2 separate regions of the Pan troglodytes genome follow, and region 2 is linked to region 1. Evidence: chromatin contacts called from public HiChIP or PLAC-seq data. All regions are on one chromosome and are shown on one strand. The core of a region is the stretch at or near the end of the contact, and the rest is flanking DNA. Distances in the headings are between cores, read along the strand shown. Region 1 holds the start of PKIA (cAMP-dependent protein kinase inhibitor alpha). Region 2 holds the start of ZC2HC1A (zinc finger C2HC-type containing 1A).

Region 1 (7,111 bases), core at 2,848-5,347:
ATCAAACATCTTTCACTCTTGAGACAATTGTTGTCTTCATCTCAGAAACAAGACAAAGTCAGGCTGTGAGTGGTGGGGATCCAAGCCCAAGTCTGTTCAACTACAAAATCTCTAACCTTCACAGTCATCTCAACCTTCTGGTTCTCTTCACCTTCTCATCCTCCTGCCTCTTTACTTTATAAGGACTTTTATCTTCAGCATGAGATACCTAGCAAATCCTTCAACTAAATGATAAATTATGAAGGCTGAACATGTTCTCTCATTCAAGGTATTTAGAACTTGCAAAAGAGAAAGGGGACAGAAGCCTGCCCAAGTATGCAAGGATAACACTGACAGAGTATCAGCTCCCTGAAGCTCTGGAGTGGCAATTTCATGCCATCTCATTATAGCCTCACAGTAACAGTCTACAGTTTGTATTCTAAGTTTTGCCATGGCTCCCTTTGACAATCTGAAGCAACCTACATAACTCTTCTTAAAATGATGCTTTTCAATGCATAAAATATAATACGTAGAATTGGAAAGGAAACTAATTACGAAGTTTAAAATACTGTTATCAAAATATTTAAAAACAAAATTCATGATATACAAAGGTATGGGCATTTAAACTCATTAAACACAGTGTAGGAGAGTTATATATATTTACTTAAAAATTGTGATATTGTGGGAAAGGGCTAACAATTTTTATACTGCTTTACATGTACACTGAAATTGAACAATTATAACAGTGAATGATGGGAGCCATGATTCTCACTATTGGAATAGGAATTTACAGACAAGCAAAGGGAGGAGGCTAGAATGATCTATGTGTTAAAGGATTAAAGTTGGAAACATAAGTATGTGCTCATATTTAGCTTAATACAGACACAGAATAGTCACATATAGAAATACTTATGTATATATGCATGGGTAAGTATACACATATTTCTTCACTGTCTTAGTTGAAAGGCCTAAACAAAATGACCTGCCAATAATGACTGTGTCTAGGACCCAGATCTTGATTTGTATTACCATTCTCCTGTAAAAGGAACAAGGGCTCCATGAAGAAATGGCTGATTCTTGGAATGAAGCAGGAAGTATACAAGTTGAGACTGGAGGAACTTATAATACCATAAAGTAAGGGATTGTTAACAGCCCTGCTGCTCCTGCCACACACACACACACGCACACTCACACATCAAAGGGGGTATGTCAAAGGAGCACAGGAACCTACTGAAAGAGCTTCCAAGGGGCAAAACTGGAACAAATTGAACAACAAAATGAAGTAGTAATTGATTATTACCAAAAGCATAAAATATAATACATCTCCATGAGTCTATAATATTGATATCAATAAGTAATTGAATACTTGGTAGAGAATAGACAGCTCTCCTGTGCAGAATTCCATATACTTTATGTACACACTCTGCCCTCAGGGAGGTAGAGCCAAAGTCCCACTCCTTAGGTTTGGGTTTCATGTAGTTACTTCCTACAAGTACAGTATGGAAGGGATGGGCAATAACGTTACAGTAGAGAAACCTGACAAACACTGCCTCAGCCAGACAATCAAGGTCAACACATCACCAGTCATAAATCACATCGGTACTATAGCACCTTGATATGATGTGAGGAAAAGGGACTTTACCTCTTTCTTTCTCCTGCCAATAGTTCACAACTCCAGTCTTATCATAAGAAAAGCATCAGACAAATTGCAACAGTGAGGCCTTCCGGCAAATACTTGACCACTACTCCTCAAAACTGTCAAGGTCATCAAAAACAAGAAAAACTATCACAGCTAAGAGGAGCTTAAGGGGACATGACAACTAAATTTAGTGTGGTATCCTGGATGGACGCCTGGAACAGATTTAAGGATATTAGGTAAAAACCAGGGAAACTTAAATGTAGTTAGACTTTATTTATAGTTAGTAATAATGTATCAGTATACATTCATTGATTGTAACCCAATGATATGGTTCAGATTTGTGTCCCTACCCAAATCTCATGTCAAATTGTAATCCCCAATTTTGGAGGAGGGGCCTAGTGGGAGGTGACTTGATCATGGGGGAGGACTTCCCCCTTGGCTTTCTGGTGGTAGTGAGTTCTCATGACATCTGGTTGTTTAAAAGTGTGTAGCACCTCCCCCTTCTCTTTCTCCTGCTCCAGCCATGTAGGCCCTGCCTGCTTCCCCTTTGCCTTCCACCATGATTATAGGTTTCCTGAGACCTCCCCAATCATGCTTCCTGTACAGCCTACAGAACCACCAGCCCTTCTTTATAAATTACCCAATCTCAGGTAGTTCTTTATAGCAATGCCAGAATTACACCAAGGTACCTTACTATTGTATGATGTCAATAGGAGACACTGGGAATGGGATATATGGGAACTCCCTGTATTATTTCTTCAATTTTTCTGGACACCAAAGCTGAAAAATATAGTCTATTAAATAAAAAAAGTAGTGATGATTTGATTATAACATCAGTGTAGTGATAGAGATATCTATAAAAACAGCAATAAGGAATTAGCTGTTGTTTCTATTGGAAACAAAGTCCCAGGTACTCCTAACATTCTTGTGGTTTGTTGCCTACATTATGTTTAAAGGACATGCTAAATGCTAAATTTCAGTTAGAAGTTAGTGAAACTAAAAATGAGATTTTTCCCATTATACTTAATCTGTATAAAAGGAGTATATGAATAGAATTCCATTTATACAGATTAAGAATCTCCTGCTCTATGGTAATATTAACGGGCTAATGTTATGAAAGTGAGTCTCAGAGCGATGAATTAAGCTCTTCTAGCTTTCAAAGAGCATATATTCTATGACCAAGAATTCTAACTAAGTTTTGTTGGAAAGCTGTTGGCTACATTATCACCTAACTTTGGGACTGATAGATGGATGGAAACATCTCATTTAGCAAAGGTGCTTCCCTGGCCTTGTGCAATTGCACTGTTTAGGTTGCTGGACAAATCCATAGTGTAAAGCTGGCCTGTATCAAGTGACGGTCAATTCAAACAGCAAGGCAAGTTAAAAGAGGGAACTCCATTCCACAGAACCCTAGTGTCAAGGAACCTCCCGACTGGAAAATGACTCAACAGCTAGGCGGAAACCCTAGCTCAGCTACAAAGAGAGCAAATTTAGTCCCATTTTTCCTTAAACATTCAACCCTCAAACCTGAAGAGATTTGGGAAAGAAGCAAAACGGGAGGGTGGGGGAGAGAGAACAGTCTTGTTAACAGCTAGTGTTAATTTAAAAAGAGAAGGAAAGGGCTTATATGAATACATGCTTATTGCATTCCCAAGGCAAATTTTCATAAATCCTTAGGGAAAGAGAGATAGTCATTTGCTAATGTAGACTCTGCTTTTTGATTCCCAAATGTTACAGCTGTCACCACAACAGTTTGCCCAATTATGTGGCAGGGAGGGGAGGGGGTCCCCAGCAAAGGAAGTAGGAGGAAGAGATGTTAGAGGGAACATCTGTGCACAAGTGCACCATAAACACAACAAAATCATGGGGCCACCCCACTGTTTCTTTCAGCGCTTTCTCTGGTTGGCCCCACTTCTCCAGTCTTTTAGGAGATTCCTGTTCTATTACGTAGGCGAGAGGGCGAAAGGTTCTAGCTTTCAAAATTGTGAGTGGTTTGGCTGTGTGCATACGTGTGTGTGCGCGCGTGTGTGTGCGTGTGTGTGTGTGTATGCGTGTGCGTCTGTTGGCGGGGGCGGGGGTGATGGAGAGAGCTATGAAGGGCTTAGAAAGCTTCATTACCAATTTAAAATGTTTTTGTAGTGCTTGAATGTTTATCTTAAAAGACAATTCCTGCTCTCAAATTCAGCCAAATGAACAATGCTGATAAGGAAGATGAAGAGGGTGGGAAACCCACAGGGGCGAATGGAACAGTCCATGCAGCCGGGGTGACGGGGGAGCGCTCGGAGGAAGGACGCTATGCAGAGAAAGCCCCCCTGGCTCTTCTCTCTCAATCCATAATCCAGCGATGCTGCAGCTGTAAAAGCATTAATAGAAAATCAATCCACAACCTCGCGGGGCAGCGATCGTTGAGCGCCGTTTCCAGGTTGCCTTCCCTGGGGTCGGGAGCGGCCCCGCTCCCCCCGTGGCTGGCGCGGAATGTGGTGATCCGTCCCGGGGCGGGGATGACTTCATGCAGCCGGAGCTCGGCGGCGGGAGCGGAGGCTGCTGCTGGCAGGTGGGGCGCGGGCTGGCGCGAGCTGACCGAGCACTCGGCGGGCGCGGCGGGACTGCGGCCCGTGGCGGCGTGCGCGGGGACCTGCGCTGACTAGGTCCGGGGAAGGTAAGCAGCCCGGCACCGGTGCGCCCTGGCCGCACTGCGTGGAGCTTTCCGCTTGGTTAATAATGGGGTTTGCAGCACGGAGGGAAGAAGGGGAGAACCCCGCTGCATTCTGCAATGAGAAAAGGAGCAACAACTAGGATGGAAATGTTGGGCGGCCAAGTGCAGAGGCTGGAGGAGCAGTGTTACTGGGCAAACAAAGAAGGCGTTCTTGCCTCTATACTCTTTCGAACGTGATCTACCATTTCAGTGCCAGATTCGCGTAGACAGTGAAGAGGACTCAAAATGTAAAATAATTTGAGTTACTATTTTGCTTTCTGTGCCTTTTACCTTCGCTTCAGTATTTTGAGGATTTGGAGCAGTAGGTCCCTGGCAGCAGCCTGAGGTAATCAGAAATCGTCCCTCTTCCTGTAGTCCTTGGTCCTCTCCCTTTCCAGTTATCAGAATGGGTCTGTGCCCCTCTCAATGTCAAAACACCTGCTTCAAGACTGAACCTTTAGAAAGAGCCTCTATCTGGAGGGGAAACTTCTCTTATCTCCTGGAGTTCAGCTTGGGTTGAGCAGCACTTGACATCGCTTCTTCCTTCAATTGCCATTTTCTCTGTCAATCATTTCATTGATCTTTTTCGGAGATGCTGTGCCCATTCACAGACCAACTCTCGTCAGCTCTTATCCACCACCTGGGTTCCATGACTGATTTTGTCAAGGTCCCAAAAAGGGCATTGCCTCACACAGATTTCTTATTCGGTATTCTCCCTGTATACTGTTACCTGTGTCCTTCCCCCAAATGCATGGAATGAAATATCCTGCTTGTGGCCCTGTACCAACATGTTATCCCATTAACTCCCTTCGCTGTAGTCACTGTGGCTACTTGAAAGCTAGAGAGGACAGATAGAATCTACTGGAGTGTGAGGGATGTTCCCTATGCATAGGCATAGGTAGAAGTAAAAATGTGAATGCCAGTCCATCCAGTTTTTCTTGAAGCAATTTTAGTCCAGCTGGATTTTGAGACAGCTAGCTGTTAAGATTTGGGACAAATCCTTTCCAAAAGGCAGAGGAGTCCGTTTGCCTCTAGGATTCCTCAAGAACCTCAAAAGAGTTTCCAGTGAGGTTTTCCTCGTAGGCAGTCAGAAAGCCAATGGAGCTGCCCAATCTAAGCCTCTGGTTGAGTATCCTCCAGTTTGTCTTGCCATTTGCAGGTTCCTATCCCTCGTCCTAGGATTTTCCCCACAGACCCCTTGCTACTGAGCCCAAGTGCCTATCCTTGTTGCCACCTAGAGATGTACATTTGAATAATATGCTGTGAAATGGTTAAGATGGCTGTTATGGGGATTGCAAACGTGCCACTTCACCAACAGAGAACAGTTGCAATAAGCCAGATTGTGGGGTATCTGTGTGCCAATGTTCTATTTAAAGGAAGATCTGTTATCTTTAAACTTGAAATTACAGAGACTGTCTGACTCAACAGCCATGCAATTTTATTTTAGTAAATTAAATTAGAAGATCAATGAAAAAGAGGGGCAGAGTTGGTAGCTTAAAATTTTACCTCTTTCTTTCCTCTTCAAATATTATTTTTAAGCAAAGACACTAGTATGGAAAATCATGTTAATCATATTATATATCATTATTGCCTTTCTATTACAAATTTCGTTTTTACAAAATGCACTTTAGAAAGATTTGAATTTGTTTCTTTGTCTCCATCTTCAGTATATGAGGCATAGGGTGAGGGCGTAGGGGGTGGGCAAAGCCCACTACTGAGTGATCCACTCCAGGAACTGCCCCTTGGGGTCTTAATAACTTTATGTCCCGTTTTGTTGTTGTTATTATGTGTCAAACAGGGTTTTGGTTTGAAATATTAACTTCTTGAGATTCTAGAATTTTTACTCAGTCACATTAACTATGAGGTAACAAAGAACAAGATCAACAACAAACCCTCTATTCTACCACCTTTTTTCTACTATTAAAATACTTAACCATATACATCATTATTCTGAAGAAGTAATAATACTAATATAGAATAATAATGAATTTTAATATAGTTATTCTAAATAACCTAAGGTATATGAAATACAGATTAGTACAATTGATCTTAGAAATACAATGCAGTTTCTGTAATGTTGACAGTCACCTTTCTGTTGAAGAGCAAGTGCATGAGAGTATCCTAATGATGGTTAGAAATTCGAAGTGTCTATCATTTAGTTTCTGAAGAAACTAAACTCTTTGGCAAGAAATAGGTTCAGGATTAGGAGACTGGTGCTGCCTAAGGTGGAATAATACTTGCTAGTGATTTTGCAGGTGAGTTGAACCCACTAAGTTATGGACTGGAGTTGGAGAAATCTTGTTGAGAAGAAAGAAAACAAGTTAGAAAATTTAATTTTCATTTTAGTACAACTGAGGAAGATAATCAAACTGAAGGGATTCCTGAATTTGGACTTTGTTGTGTTTAAACAAGTTTGAGGAAAGTTTCTAAATTTAGAAGGCTAAGCAGAAATATATGTATGATTTTATGTCTGAAACTGATTTATGACTTTATATCCTTTCCTTAAAATGTTTCCTAGGGAGAGGAAAAACTAATTGGCTGGTGTTCAGAATTGAAAGAGGAATGAAAAATGGAAGGACGTGCATGATTAGATGCTAAATGATTAGATACTAAATGAACTGCAGGCACTTTTGTGTTTGACAAGATAGAACTGAAGTCAATCTACTGCTCTCCAATTGTGTAAAAAAAAAAAAAAAAAAAGTTTAGTCTGCTAGACAGTGTTACCAGATATTTAGAGAGTAAAAATTTAGGAGTTAAAGTTGCCCTCTTCTAACAAAATATCTTTTTCTGGTGCTGCA
Region 2 (7,111 bases), core at 1,909-4,408, 150 kb after region 1:
GGAAGCATAGAGCTAGAATAATTGCTATCACACTATGAATGGAATAGCCCTTCAATCAATGTAGTAGGTAAAGTTTGCTTTAAGTTCCTCACTTTTTTAAAGCCCCTCTTTCTTTTCTTGATGTTTCTTGTCTAGGACATTTTTCCTTCAATAAATCTTCACCCGTGACAGCCTACCTATATGCTTTCTGATTATTCCAGGCCATGAGAAACTATCACTATTTTCCCCCTGAATACTTAGAAAATTTTATTTTTACTTCAAATAAAACTAGCAAGAGCCAACTCAGAATATGCTTCCTTCCTCTAGAACTGTTTTAAGGGAAATATTTTCTTATGTTTTTGATGAAAATTATCATTTTCTTATGATTACCAAATGTATGAATTATTTTTATATGCTAAATTGTGGTAGGTTATTCCTCTTCTGGTCACGGAAGGAAGAAATGTCCTACATAGTGGAGGTGATAAACTGAGTTCTCACCGAGACTCAGAATCTCATTTAGTTGTGCTCTGCAAATGATCTGAATGAGAACCAATGGCTTTCTCTAAAAGGGGACTTGAACTTCGTGTGGGATTTAAGAGACTGGAGCTTTGAAACAAGAAGCTATATGCAGCTTGCTCAGCTTTTTGGGATGTGCAGAATAGATGTGGATCTGCTTAAGGGAATGGTGGTTGAAAGCAATATAATGCAAAATGGAAAGAAGCAAGGTATGATGTAACAAAACACAGATACAATATCTATTTCAATTAAGTACAAGTTTTGTGATCTTGACCAAGTCAGAAACATCTCTGAAAGTTTGTTTTCCTTTTTGTATAATAAGGAGGTCAGAAGATCTCGAATTCTTATTGATCTATAAATGTTATTTTCAGTTAACAAGATCACATGGCAGGTAAAAAAATTATGTACAGGTAAGTGCTTAAAAACATGAGAAGAAGCTGAGTTTCATTCATCTGAGTAACTGGCTAGTGATAAAATGGACTTGAAGCATAGAAGGTACTCAACAAACATTTGTTGAATGAATGCATGCCGAAAAATGGACTAGACTGGAGAGGAAGTAATGTCATGATACAGTGCCAAGACAAGACTCTCAGGCTAGGTATGTAGGTGGCAGAGGAAAGAACTTATTGAAGGCAGATAGGAAGAAGTCCTCTTTACTCAGGGGTCAGAATCAGGGAAAAGCTGCAGGACCCAGGGTAGCTGTAGCATAAAAGTTAGGAAGAGACCAAAAGCATAAAAGTTATGGAGATACCTGTAGGGAAGACTAGCAATCATGTTTTAGAGAATTAAGATTCACAATAGAAATGCCTACTCAAATATATGTTAAACAACATGTCTGAACGCTTGGGTTTACACTTGAGGCAGCTATAATAAAAGGCAAGGCAAGGAAAGGGAGTGAGGAGCCCAATCAAATCACCATAGGCTTTAGAATTTAACAGACAAGAGTGTAGCCAAGTTCTACCATCCACTAATAATACAAATATTGACAAAATATTAATTGCTCTGAGACATCTAGAAAATGAGCATTTTAATTCTGATAAATGAAGATTGTAGTATCTACTTTGTAGATTTCTTTTGAAGATTTGTGAATATATGAAAATGGCCTAAAACATGCCTCACATGATTTATTCTTTAATGCTATTTTTATTATTTTTAATGTTACTGCAGATTTTATGCCGAATAAGGTATCAGCCAACTCAATATTCGTCTTGCCTTCAGTGAAAGAACTTGTAATTTGTAAAATAATGGCTTCCCTATTTTTGTATTTTCTTCTGTGTGCTTTTTTTTCTCCTTAATGCTCTTTTAAAAGGCCTTCCCTCCCAACCAAAAATTCTACCTTTGCCTTAGTAGCACTAAGGAAGAAAAAGGACCTTTCCGCAGCACCCAGTCTAGAGTAGCTTATTGCCTGCAAGGCTATGGGTTGGCCAAGGAGGCCCAGGATCTCAGAGGAGCAGAAGAGCCAGGGGAACCAGGGAAGGGCGGACGGAGTCATTGAGGCATGGTTGAAGTGGTCTTTACATGGCTGTACACAACAGATGGACTCTACCACATTCAAATGCACTTGGAGCACCTTCTCAGTAAGAGATGATGCCCCCTCAAGTGTTTGCTTGTTTAAACATACCTTCATGTGAGTGGAGAGTAGGAGGAATCCTGCTTCCTGAAGGTAACTGATTTCATAGTAGATGAAGTTAGATATGAAGTTAAACTCTTCAATTAAACAGATTAACAATAACATTAATCCGAGGTTTGTTATGGACAACACATTAATACTGGTAACTTGCCAGTAGATACGCTATAGTCAGCAAACAGTACAGCTTGTTTACGATTGCTAAATCAAATTTTCAAAGAAATGTAGTTCTGGTAATTGTAAGCAAAACCATTAAAATGGTCTGAGTTAGTTTTGAAGTTACTTTCATCTTCAGGAGGTTTTGAACTCTGTTAGAGACGGGCGGGCCTCATTCTGTCAGGTTGTAGGTTAATTCCCCAACTCAAACTTCCCCGATCAAACATTGTCAGGCCAGGCGACTGTTTTGGTTTATGGATGATAAAGTATAGGGCCAGGGTAGGCCAAGAGTAGAAGACAGAGGGAGGGCTGGGTTTCACTTCTAATTTTTGGCCCAAGCTTTCATGGTGAGGAAACTGTTTTCAAGGGCTTAGAGCAATCGCAGTTCCACAATCGCAGATAGAAAGTATGATTTCTCTGGAAAAAAAGTGTCTTAACCTATGAAGCTGTGTGTGAAGACCAAGTGTAGGGGATACGCTGAGGTCAAGTCATGCGACCAAAGACCGGAAAACGGAGATTGCTGCATGCAAGCGTGCTGGGCGTTTGTTTGGTTTGCTTGCCTGCTTGAAGTATCCACTGGGAGGGATGGCGGCTAGAAGTCAGAGGCATTGACTGATTGAGGAACTGGCGAAGCGGAGCCCATGAGGTGCTGAGGTACTCTAAATAGGAGGATAAGGTATGAGGCAAAACAAGGCTGGAGTCAAACAAAGGCGCCGTTGCGTCGCAGATTGCAACCTGAAGCGGCTCCCGGCTCCCTGGAGAGTAACCCGGAGAGACGGAGAGGGGTGGCAGCCAGGAGGAGACCGCAGGAACCTCGCCTCCGCCGCGGCCCCGCCCCCACGGATCCCCGCCCCCGCAGTTGCGGAACCAATGGGAGCTCGGAATGTTAGCGGGTGGGAGGTGCGGCTGGGTTGCTACAGCCAGAGCTGGGCGGTGGCGGGCGCTGCTGAAGGAGTCTCGCTGAGCTCGAGGAGGTGGCGCGATGGAGGGACTGGAAGGTGAGGCGATGAAGGGATGCGGGCAGGACGGCTAGAGCGGGCCCGAAACAGCTGGGGACCCTGGACACCAGTAGCAGGAAGGCGAGGGCTGGTTCGGTGCGGCGGACCTCGCCGCGTCCCGCCGCGCCTCCGGAGGCTGGGGCCGAAGGGAACCGGACAGTCCCCGATGCGGTGGAGCTAACGCTACCAGGCTGCCCCGCCTCAGACGGTCTTCACCTGGGCTTGCCCGCCCAGAGCCAGATCCTGCCCCTGGCAAGACGCCTGCACGTCTCTTCCTACCATTTTCTGATCTTGCTTGACTCCTGAGTGCCCTTTTAGTGATCCCAGTCTCTGGCCAGATTTTGTTTTCCTTGTACTGGACTCTCTCCATTATTGTCCACGGCCTTAACACCACCAGGCCACTTTGTGCCGCAGCCCCGGGGTGTGTCTCCAGCCTCGAGCTCCTGACATTCCTTGGCCGATTTCCCTAGGTAACCGGCTTTTTACATTTCGACAGCATCTTCTGTCGGAGGGATGTCAGAGCATCTCCTAAGGAAGTGTCACTGGCCAGCTTTAGAGCCGGTACAATAGATTACCCGGAGGATTTGATGACTTATTCACGGCCGCTGTGTGAGGAAGAGCCTGTATTGGTTCCTTATCTTTGGGTTTATCTTTGTACTGTAACCATGACTCCAGATTTTGCTTTGTTCCCAGTTCTTTCACTTTTTCTCTATTCTGTTTACCCATTTTATCCTGTGTAATGAAAGCATTCACCTAAAAACAAAGGAAGGACAAAAACCACAATAACTAGCATTGGCAACAACAGTTTCAAGATTTTTTAATTTGTTATGATGAAGAACAAACCTTCAGAATTGAAAGATCCTCTTGTCTTGATTTAGCTCCTTTCTCCCGTCTCCTAGTTTACACGGATTCAGTTGGAATTAAGAATGAGCAGAAGCTTTTGAGTCTTGTGTATTGTTGCATGCCAGGGAGTAAAATATTCTACATTGTGTGATGAAGTGCAAAGTGGTAGCCGGTAACTTTTTCAGTCACCTAAGTTCACCAAAAAGCAGATATAATAACATGAGTAGGAGTTTATTTCGTGCTTTTGCTCTGATAAATGATTCTGATAATTTTCCGTTTGTGGACAGCTGCAGTATGCTATGGCCTAATGAAGGTCTTGTTTTTTGCTTATGTGTTTTTGGAAGATAATTCAAGTTTCCATGAAATAAGGAATTGTAATGATAGTACAGTATATTTTACTTTCAAGATACTTTTGTATCTTGGTGGGATTAAAGCATGGGTTATGGAATTCTCATGAGATTATCATATATAATATGATAAGGTTTTATTACATATTATCTATAAAGTGTTTTGAACAGTTTGCAGATTTTTATTATTTTATTCAACATTTGTTATTAAGACAAAGATCATCATCTGATTTTTCACTTATGTATCCTAGGCACTTAAAACGATGTCTGACACAAAGTAGGTACTCAATAAATATTTGTTGTTAAATAAATGTCTATTATGGGCATCTTTTTAGGTTCTAGGTTGCAGCAAAGAATAAAAATGATAAAGCTTTACTCTCATCGAACCTACATTTTAGTGGACCTTACATTTTAACAGTGCTAAGATATTACTATTGAAACCTTACTACGAATGTTTTTAAAATATAATGGAAACCTATTATGACACTCAGTTGCATAGGTGGACAAAGGTAGGATTCTGTATTTATAGGCATATTTTATGGGTCCAGCTTATGATGTTAATAGTGCTTGCCCTTTACTTTTAGATTTTTTTTTTTTTTACAAAATAAGATGCTATCATTAACTATAATGTGTTTAATTGTGATAAACTGAGTTGAAATATGTGAAGTTGCCCTAAATTATGTAGGGCAAAACAGTTGAATTCTGGTAATTTCAAGCAGTTCAATCTAATAAAAGCTCTTGAGAATTTTCTGTTGAAGTTAGGATGGTGCCTTTCTCTCCTTTCTCCTTCTCCCCTCTCCCTCCCCTAGGAGATCACACCTTGCAAATATCAAACTCTGAGTCTTAAGGTTACCGTTCATTAATTCATCCCTTCTTTCATTCTAGAAACATTGATACAGTGATAGATTAGGTAGTTTCTTACCTCTATTGGAAGTTAAAGTCTAGTACTTTGAAGGTGTCTAATAAATATTATATTGCAGTATCCAGTAAGAAATATTCAAAAGTTTGCTTAATGTGTCAGAGTAATTGAGTAAATATTGTACTCTGGCATTAGACATATGTTTCTAGTTGAAACCAGTTACCAGACATTAATCTTGGCTATAAAACAAGAAAATATATGGACCCTTGAAAATTTCTATTAAAGATAATCTTACTCTTTCTTATAACTTACGTTATTTGCATGTAATCATATACCATTTGTTTTACTTTTGGTCTTCAGGGTCTTTATGCTTCTTCAGTAGTCAATAGATGAGGTTTTAGGCTCAAACACTATACTTTGAAACGAAATATAAGTTATCTGTTTTTGTAGAATCAATATCTGAGCACTTCTACATTCTGTAGATAGTTATAGCAAAACCTTTTAATTCCTTTTCATCTAATAAAATTTGTGCCCCACAAAATCTATCTAAGGATAATAGAAGTAGTTCTAGACTTGGGAGAGTTCCAATCTCTTATAAGCTTTTTTTATTTGTAAAATGGAGAGATGGTAAAATCTAAGCAGATTTTATCCTTATATACAGTATTGTCATTCCCTTCATATCCCTGATAAATGGTTATAAAAATTGTGGCAGAGATCAGACTGTCCGTTCCTCTTGTGGATTGTTGAAATTATTAGATCTTAGTACTGCCCTCTAAAACTTGATTAGAAGACTGATTGCTCTTCAGTGTAGCCCTTGATTTAAAGATAGTCGTGTCTCATCAAAATTTCTGTTTTGTTTTATTTTTTCGTAGTATAAATGTATACTAGTTTACTGTATAATTCTTTATCTTTATTAATTTATCTAGCATTTATTGCTTTTTGGTACTGAGTTGGATGCCAGATATTTTAATAGACAGTATATTGGAGAGGACTGTGTTTGAATCCTTGCTTTGTTTCTTTTTAGCTCTATGATTTGGGCAGTTTACTTAATCTGAACCCTTATTTTCCCTGCTATGAAAAAAATGGAGCTATTAAATATGTAACTACCTAAATTATATTAAGTATTAAATAATGTAATATATGTAAAACATTTAGCTAAGTGCCTAGTGCATAGGAGGCCCTCTCAGTGTGTGTTTGTTAGATGGCGAAAATCACAAAAAGCATGTTAGCAGGTCCAGTATAGGTAAAACATAGCATGCTTGGGAGGAGAGAAGGAAACATTGAAGCCAAGAGAGAAAGGACTTTAAAGGTGAAAGAAATTTGTCAGCAGTGGCTCAGACTGTAGAAAGGCCCAGTAGGATGGGGATTCAAAAGAGGGCTTCAGATTTGACAATTAGTAAATAGTAATCCGTTACCTTCCTTTTTAATGTCGTTATTGTGTCCTTATTAAACAAACTTTCCCTGATTATCCATACTTCTCCAAGACAGCATTATGACCATCTCTTCTCCCCTTACTTTGTTCTACCTTCATTGTGGTTATCACCATGTAACATTTTATATATTAGTTTTTATTCATTTTTTCCCTGTTAGATCAGTGAAAGCTCTATAAGATCAGAGTATTTGTTTTTTATCATCCTTATACTCCTACCTCCTAGAACAGTTTCTGCCTCATGCTAGGTGCTCAACAAATACTTATTGAATCAAGGAATGGATGTATTTCTTTCTTTCTTTCATTCTTTTTTTTTTTTTTTTTTTTTTTGAGACGGAGTTTCGCTTTTGTTGCCCA

What was found. HiChIP or PLAC-seq counts read pairs in DNA pulled down with a chosen protein or histone mark.
Region 2: an H3K4me3 HiChIP or PLAC-seq map of stem cell-derived excitatory neurons shows a contact between it and region 1, with 3 times the contacts expected there. The contact joins the promoter of ZC2HC1A here to the promoter of PKIA in region 1. A contact is called at or near these places in 1 of 7 Hi-C or Micro-C datasets (stem cell-derived neural progenitor cells) and 1 of 1 datasets of contacts at active chromatin or transcription factors (stem cell-derived excitatory neurons).

What each region holds. Positions count from the first base shown.
Region 1 is chr7:87,150,594-87,157,704 of NHGRI_mPanTro3-v2.0_pri, forward strand. It overlaps PKIA (cAMP-dependent protein kinase inhibitor alpha), which reads left to right and starts at 4,098. Exons shown (of 6, transcript XM_063817203.1): 1 at 4,098-4,277. The region is part of intron 2 of LOC107976352 (a long non-coding RNA gene); the gene reads right to left.
Region 2 is chr7:87,302,080-87,309,190 of NHGRI_mPanTro3-v2.0_pri, forward strand. ZC2HC1A (zinc finger C2HC-type containing 1A) reads left to right here and starts at 3,159. Exons shown (of 9, transcript XM_024345194.3): 1 at 3,159-3,276. The coding sequence starts at 3,261. It overlaps LOC107976352 (a long non-coding RNA gene), which reads right to left and starts at 3,127. Exons shown (of 6, transcript XR_008536779.2): 1 at 2,117-3,127.